2 separate regions of the Mus musculus genome follow, and region 2 is linked to region 1. A link is a contact called in public HiChIP or PLAC-seq data. All regions are on one chromosome and are shown on one strand. Each heading gives the region's core, a stretch centred on a gene start, on an enhancer-like site or on the middle of the called end of the contact. The rest is flanking DNA. Distances are from core to core; before and after follow the strand shown.

Region 1 (3,492 bases), core at 254-2,753:
TTCAAGGTCAAAACAATGGCTCACTTGTTAATGGCAGGTTAACATAGAGAATGAAAATGAAACCAAGTTTATAATGCAAAAACTTTCTTTAAAAGTATTTTGTCTGTAGGAGTGTTTGGCCTGTATCTATATCTGTGCACCATGTATGCCTGGTGCCCAAAGAGGCCAGAGGAGGCCATCAGAACCCTGGACTGGAGTTAGAAATGGTTGAAAGCCACTGTGTAAGTACTGGGAACTGAACTCGGGTTCACGGAAAGAGCAACAAGTGCTTTCAACCACAGGGCCATCTTTCCCGCCCCAGAATTTGTTAATTTTTTAAAATTTCATTATAATTACCCAAAGTTTGGGATGAATACATTTCATACCTCCAGATTAATAATAATGTAAAAGTCCCCAGCCTAACAGCAATGACTTGTAGCTTTTAAAAATACCTCAACTATATCTGAAAATAAGCAAAAATTAATCTCTCTGAGATGACTGAAATGCCGAGCTTATCAGGGTTACGAAAACAGTTTAAAGCGTTGACAGTTCACAGCGCAAAACCATCCAGTGTTTAAAGTTTCATTTTCATCCTTAAAACTTCTTCTTGTATCCACTTAAAGAGAACGGAGATGACAGAAGCTCAGGGAACTCCGAGCAGAATGGAGCGTAAGGGGACACACCCACTTCCCCACCAACCATCTGCCCAGAACCAGTGCATTTGCACTCCCAAACCAGACAGCCAAGAGGACACAGCGGTCAGAATCCAGCCTCCGTGCTCTCCTCAGATGAGGTGGGCTTTGTAGACTAGAATAAAAAGCCAGGGTGGGGTAGGTAATGATTCGGTTACAAATAAGGCCCAAGGGGTAGAGTTGTCTTTGCACTGTAGACCAGAGTCATCAGACAGCCCTTTCCCATATGGTGGTAGCCTGTGAGGTTGCTGTGGAAGAGCTGGACATTAGCACCAGGCATGTCAGCAAGCCCAGGTTCATAAGTGACTTACGACACTCACTCTCACAGTCTACTGATGGAGAAACAACTCAGTCACCTGACCCCAAATGAGCAAGGAAGATTCCAGAGCGATATAGGGGATTTGATGGTTACCAGGCTCCGCCATGGGAGACTTCCTGTCTCCCCCGTGGTCAACCTGCCTCAGCACTTATCGGTGTTCCTCCCTCAGGTACACTGTGGGCCTCAGACCCTGCAGTAGCCATGTCTCTCCAAAGAAAAGAAAATTCCAGAGAAAAGGAGACAGAAGAAAAACACCGGCTTACGCACAATGCCCCAACAGAATTGCAGGCTGGTACTTCTACTTAAGAGCAAGAAGTCAGAGGAAGAAAAGCACAGTGAGAGGCGGAACCACTGAACCACAAATTCGTGCTTACTCTACTGAAATGAGAATACAAGCGAGAAAAGCTTTCTCCTCCCCCCTCCCTGCCCCGCCCCACTCGACTAGCCTATGCAAGTGTGAGAGCATAGACTCTCCACTGGCCTGATCATCACGTCTTACAGGGCTCCGACTGCTGAGCCAATTCACGTTCTACTGCGTCTTCTGTGGCATGTAGTCACCGACACACGACGCCTTCTGGGCTCATCCAACCAGCTTTCTGAAAGCCTCCCAGGTGCCAGGCCTCATGCCGACTTGTTCCCGGGACTGTCCTCTCACAGAGCTGGTGTCAAGGGAGGGGCCCCTGAGTCATGACAGGAAACACATTTCAGGAAACACAACCACATTCTTTGTCTCCCATGACCTGCCACCACAGGGTGCTGAGTAGGTCCTTAAGCACAAGAGAAAAAGACCTCGAGCACCAGTTGCTCCCGTTCTAGGATTCTGCAACACACAGCCTAATGACAACAGCTTTGCTCTTCACACAGGAGTGAAGAATTAGAAAGTGTGTTTCTCTCCCCAAGCTCCCGTCAACGCTTTCCCCAACAGTCTTGATCAATCAGACCTTATTTCAGGACTGGGGGCCAGAAGGGTTAGAAGGTTCTACATGCTGCCTATTTGGGGCTCACTTTTGTCTTCGTCCCTTGTGGATGGTCCTGGGGAAGGTGGGACACATTTTCAGCTGGGTTTCCAGAACCTATGCTGTCCATGCCAAATTCTACTTCTAACTCTGTGACCTTGTAGCTGTCCTCTGGTCTCTCTGAGATGAAGTTCCCTCATGTGTAAAATCAAATGTTTAGACTAGACAAGGGCTCTTCCAACTGTAACCGTGTGGTTCTGGCATCTGTCTCCCTGCCTCTGTAATTGAGGCCACTGGTCCCGTGACCTGAGGTGTCTGCAGGGAGGATGAGTTGGAGAAGTGTCACTAGGTTGATCAGCTGGAGAGGCGTCCCTCCCACAGAATCAGCTAAGAGAAAAACCATCAGGTGTGTCCCCTCTGTAACTCTCCGGCATTGCATTTTCCTCTCAAAATGCCCAAACAGCCATTGAGATCATAAACTGAAGGCCATAACCATTCTATAGTCAGCATTTGCCAAAGTGCAGTGGCCCTATATCTGTGCACTCACCAATACATCTCCAAGATGGCCGAGTAGTCCACACTGAGCCCGAGTCCATGGGCCTGTCACTGAGAGCCCAGATCAAACTGAGGGACCTGACTCAAAACAGCAATGTGCAATCATAGTCTCAATCATAGGAGTGCAGAGAGGCTCAGCCCTGTCCCCAAGTCCATACCCATCTGACTAACCCAAGGTCATGCACACAGGCTCAAGGTCACGGACAGAGGTGAGAGAGATATTGCATCTCTGACTTCCAGGCCAGGTCCTCCACCAGGCTACACCAGATATTCATGGGCATACAGGAACCTAAAACTCTGTCAGTATAGTGACAGTGACATGCTCACGATAGTGCTGATGATTGTCATTGTATATACAGTACAGGTGTACTAACTGTACTTCACACAGATTGTAGTTCATCAATTGCATGTATAACTTTTTAGTATTATTCACAACTTACAGACAAGAGAGCAGAGGGTGCAAGAGATAACTAACTAGCATTCTTTGATGATAGATTATTAGACTAGTCTACTGAGCCAGACCTCTTAAAGTTTCTACTGTATACAGGCAATAAATTAGTGATTCTGATGAAATTTAGAGCCAAATTTTCTCCCAAAGAAATGACAGTGTTATATGACAAAAGCAGCAAACATGAGTTATATAATATGGTGAGGGAGACGCGGAACCTACGTTAGGAGATAAGACTGCATTGGAAAGCTGGTGACAGACAAGACAGGGGAGGAAAACTGGGATGGGTCTTAAAACAGTAGGCTCAGAGGTTAATTAAAATCAGGGTTGAAAGGTCAAAATGAGCCTGAAGATTTCAAACCCCATGGGGGCGGGGAGGCCACATAAGCTGCTGCTGCTGGATGTGGGGACAGAGAAAACAAACATGTAGTGTTAGAAAGAGATTGATATGACCATCTATCTCATGAAGCATCTTCCAAAAAGAAATATCTTGCATCAACTAAGCCATACAAAAAGGACCAGGAGACCATCAGCTGGAAGCGT
Region 2 (3,492 bases), core at 361-2,860, 350 kb before region 1:
GAGACATCATTGTCACATGATGCTGGGGGTTGGAATTAACCCACAGACACTGGTTGGGGTGTCGCGGTATGAAGGAGCAGAAGACAAAAAGAATCCACAGGGAAGTAACAGAGGTCAATGGTATGGTGTCAGGGGGAGCTGAGGTACCTCGGGGATTGACTTCTCAGGTCTGGAAGCTCGGGCTCAGTTGAAGTGGATTGGTAACAGTGGTAGCCTCCGGGATTGACTCCTCAGGTCTGGAAGCTCAGGCTTGGTTGGGATGTGGGTTGCAGAGTGGAAAATTCTATCTGTGGAGACTCACTTCTCCTTTTTAAGTAAGAGCTCCTGGTTAAAAGCTGTGTGTCACATCCCATATGGGGGCTCTGAGATCTAATTTTACTGAAGGGCCCCAAGGCACAGAGGCTAGCCAAGATTCTGAGAAAATATCAAATAAAAATCTTGCAACCAATGGACAGCACTTTTCATAATTAGGAAGAACATATCGCCCCATACATCATCATTAGTCTGAGACAAGCAACAGAAGGCTGGTGGGGAGGACGGTTTCTCTAACCAGGGAACAGGTGGCCAGGGCAAGCAAGCCAGCGTGGGAGACCTTAGTCCACTCTGCTAAAAGAATTCTCTGCTCCTCCCCAGGAGATGGTCAGATGAGGTGAGGATGGGGGAGGGAGGGCTGTAGCTGTTTGACAGTGGGTCTTTCAGACCATGGTGGGGTTTTACTTAGACAGTGGAAGGCCAGGGAAGGGATTTAATGGTGCCCAGAGTCACCCTGAAGAATGCAGTGGTCTCCAGTCTCTTTGTAGAGCAAAGTTTGGATAGTATAGAATATCCAGAAACAATTTTATCTTTCATTTGAATTGCTTCTTGTGGGTTGATTGCTTATTCTTCAGCCATAATTGATGCTAGCTGTTGCCTTGAGGCTATTAGACCGGGGTGGGGGTGGGGGTGGGAGGTTGGGAGGATGGTTCTGGCAGCCTTCTGTGTAGCAGCCAGACACAGACAGAATAACACCCTGAAGCGTCAAAATATTAGTCCCCCGAGATACAGAATTGCAACTCTGGTTTATGAAGAAAACATCAGTTACACTTTCCAGTCATCTGGAGCAGTTTCTTGAATGCTGTTCGATCAGTTTGAATCAGCCAGGAGACTGGCCCAGAGGAAAACCAGAAGGGGACAATTCCAGGTAGCCTAGGTTGACAGCAGACTGAGCAGTGTGGCTTCTCATGGCCCAAGAAGTCCATTTGCATACGTAACATGCCCTCTTTGAAACCACTAATTATGCCTGTTATCTGTTTTCCAAGTACCATCATTTATCCAGTAGGATCCCTTGTGGAGATTACCTCTTCCATCTGAAATCTGATGCTGTCCGATTTCTACATTCTCCAGGGCCCATTCAAGGCCTCCGTCTCTTCATGGAGTTTATTCCTGATGTCCTTTGGTTTCCCTTCATTCTGAACTGTGAGAGTCTAGGAGCTCAGACACATGGAATCCCTTGGCTCTTTGATCATTCTTTCCCCCTCCTCCCTAACCTGGGAGACCCCAGCCAGTGCAGGCTCAAGTCTTAGTCTAGGCTAGTCTAGATACAGTGTGAGTGCGGAAGCAGCAGTAACTCTCCACCCTCCCGCCTCCTAAACTTAAGAGGAAGAGAAAGTGAAACAATGAAACAAAAGAAGACAAACAACACATTTTTGTAATTCAAAGACCAAATTGTGGCTTTGTGCAAAGTTCTTTTCCTCTGTGGATTTGCTGCACAGCTCATCAGATGGGTTAACATAAAAGGAGAATTGTTCTATGTAAATAACTCTAAGTGCCTTCACTCTTCTTTGTCTACTTTGTTTTCCCCAATTTCCCGCATTAAGTCCAAGTACTGTGATTCATCTTCCCATTGCTCTGACTTTGATTTTACCGTTGTGAAATGGAAATTATTAGGATTCCTGCAGCTGTGCTGCTTTACCAGGAGGGCCAGGCTGGCTCTGGTTGCTTGTGTCTCTGCCGGAAAGGTAATCTTCGCCAGGAGTGACCCCTTTATCTTTTCCTGGGAACTGCTCCTGTGAAAATGAGTATCTAATAGTTATCTTGGCTCACTAATTCATGCCATGTGCGCCAAAATTAAAACATTAAAGTTTCATAGATATAATATCATTTATAAATCATATCATAAAAACATCCATTTTCCCCATAGCCCTTGAAAACTTGGCATGCCTCCTCCCTGCCCCCAGCTGTTGCATGAATATCTGGAAACACACACACACACACAAAGACATAGAAAGTGGAGAGATACTTAGCATCAGTGCTCCCAAAGCTGCAAGGGGTATTATGCAGGGTGCTTTCAGGAGTGGGAATGCAAAATGCAATGTGAGATCCCCTGCTTCCCCTCCCCCATGTATTAACAGAGCCTGCAGCTCAGGAGGGCAGCGTTCTAGTGTTCATGCCTTATTCTGTTCCACTAGAGAAAGAGAACACTAACTGTTGCCTCCAAGCTTCTTGCTCATAAGTTTCAATATGTTTAGCTGTGGGTAAGTACAGCCAACTAATTATTTTCCACATTTCAAAAATGACAAGTAGAGAGGACTCGTTCCAAGTATCCTTAGAAACTGTGGGGTGTGGCAACTGTTCAATTAACAGGAATTAGTTGCTCTTGTTTACTACCCGATTTTCTAAATTTAGATTTGTTTTTTTTAATTTTTGTATGTATATGAGTATTTTGTCTGGGTGCGTGTGTGTATGTATGTATGTATGTATGTATGTATGTATGTATGTATGTATGCCTAAGGACCTCACGTGTGCTTCATGCCTGCAGAAGTCAGAAACAGGGTTTAGATCCCCTGGAGCTAGTGTTATGGAGGAAGGTTGTGAGCCACCAAGTGGTTACTGGGACTCGAACCCAGGTTCTCTGCAAGAGCCGAAAGTGTTCTTAACTGCTGAGCCATTTCTTCAGCTACCTGGGTCTTTTTCTTTAAATAATAACTGCCTGGATGAAAATCCTTTTGTCTGTTTGCAGTAGGGACCTTTGAAAGCTTACATGCTTCCTATGGATATGCGGCTTGTGGATGCTAATGAGCACACTGTCACCATCCCAACGAGCAAAATCCTGCTGGTAAAACATTTCATCTGCAAGGATCCATGATTGTCAACCAAGTCTGACCTTTATAATCCTCATTATAGTCAGAAGTACTTGTACAGTGTGTGAACCTCTCTCACCAGATCTACGTTCCCAGGAAGCTAAGACCACATTAAATAAACAGCACGGGTATTGCAAATATTTTTTAAAAAAGAGGAGTCCACCACTTCAGTGAAACATGCTAGGTTGTGCTAGTAACAGAGAGACTCATTGGGCTTCCTGTGTGACACAAGCATCTGGGTGTGGTCAGTTGTCAGGGCACAGAGGCAGTGTTAGCACTGTGTAGAGGTCTCACCTGGAGCTGGAGTAGTCTGGGGAGCTAGAGTTCATCCCAAGAGCTAGAGGCCATCCTGGGAGCTGGAAGTTGTCATCCC

Evidence for each region. HiChIP or PLAC-seq counts read pairs in DNA pulled down with a chosen protein or histone mark.
Region 2: an H3K4me3 HiChIP or PLAC-seq map of bone marrow-derived macrophages shows a contact between it and region 1, with 5 times the contacts expected there. The contact joins two enhancer-like sites. A contact is called at or near these places in 1 of 39 promoter capture datasets (the C10 cell line), 1 of 484 Hi-C or Micro-C datasets (CD8 T cells), 2 of 115 datasets of contacts at active chromatin or transcription factors (CD8 T cells and bone marrow-derived macrophages) and 1 of 9 other capture datasets (embryonic stem cells).

Annotation. Positions count from the first base shown.
Region 1 is chr3:152,910,527-152,914,018 of GRCm38.p6, reverse strand. All of the region lies in intron 2 of St6galnac5 (ST6 (alpha-N-acetyl-neuraminyl-2,3-beta-galactosyl-1,3)-N-acetylgalactosaminide alpha-2,6-sialyltransferase 5), which reads left to right. The region is part of intron 2 of Gm46830 (a long non-coding RNA gene); the gene reads right to left. Among named protein-coding and RNA genes, the nearest start is that of Gm46830, 12 kb to the right of the region's middle. Within about 2 kb of position 1,503, at least 116 of the 459 cell types and tissues checked have an H3K27ac peak or open chromatin away from gene starts, as enhancers often do. A contact at or near this core is called in CD8 T cells and bone marrow-derived macrophages, where this site is marked.
Region 2 is chr3:153,258,914-153,262,405 of GRCm38.p6, reverse strand. All of the region lies in intron 3 of St6galnac3 (ST6 (alpha-N-acetyl-neuraminyl-2,3-beta-galactosyl-1,3)-N-acetylgalactosaminide alpha-2,6-sialyltransferase 3), which reads left to right. It overlaps Gm52634 (a long non-coding RNA gene), which reads right to left. Exons shown (of 3, transcript XR_003954698.1): 2 at 3,414-3,492; 3 at 1-2,045. Among named protein-coding and RNA genes, the nearest start is that of Gm52634, 4.2 kb to the right of the region's middle. Within about 2 kb of position 1,610, at least 48 of the 459 cell types and tissues checked have an H3K27ac peak or open chromatin away from gene starts, as enhancers often do. A contact at or near this core is called in CD8 T cells and bone marrow-derived macrophages, where this site is marked.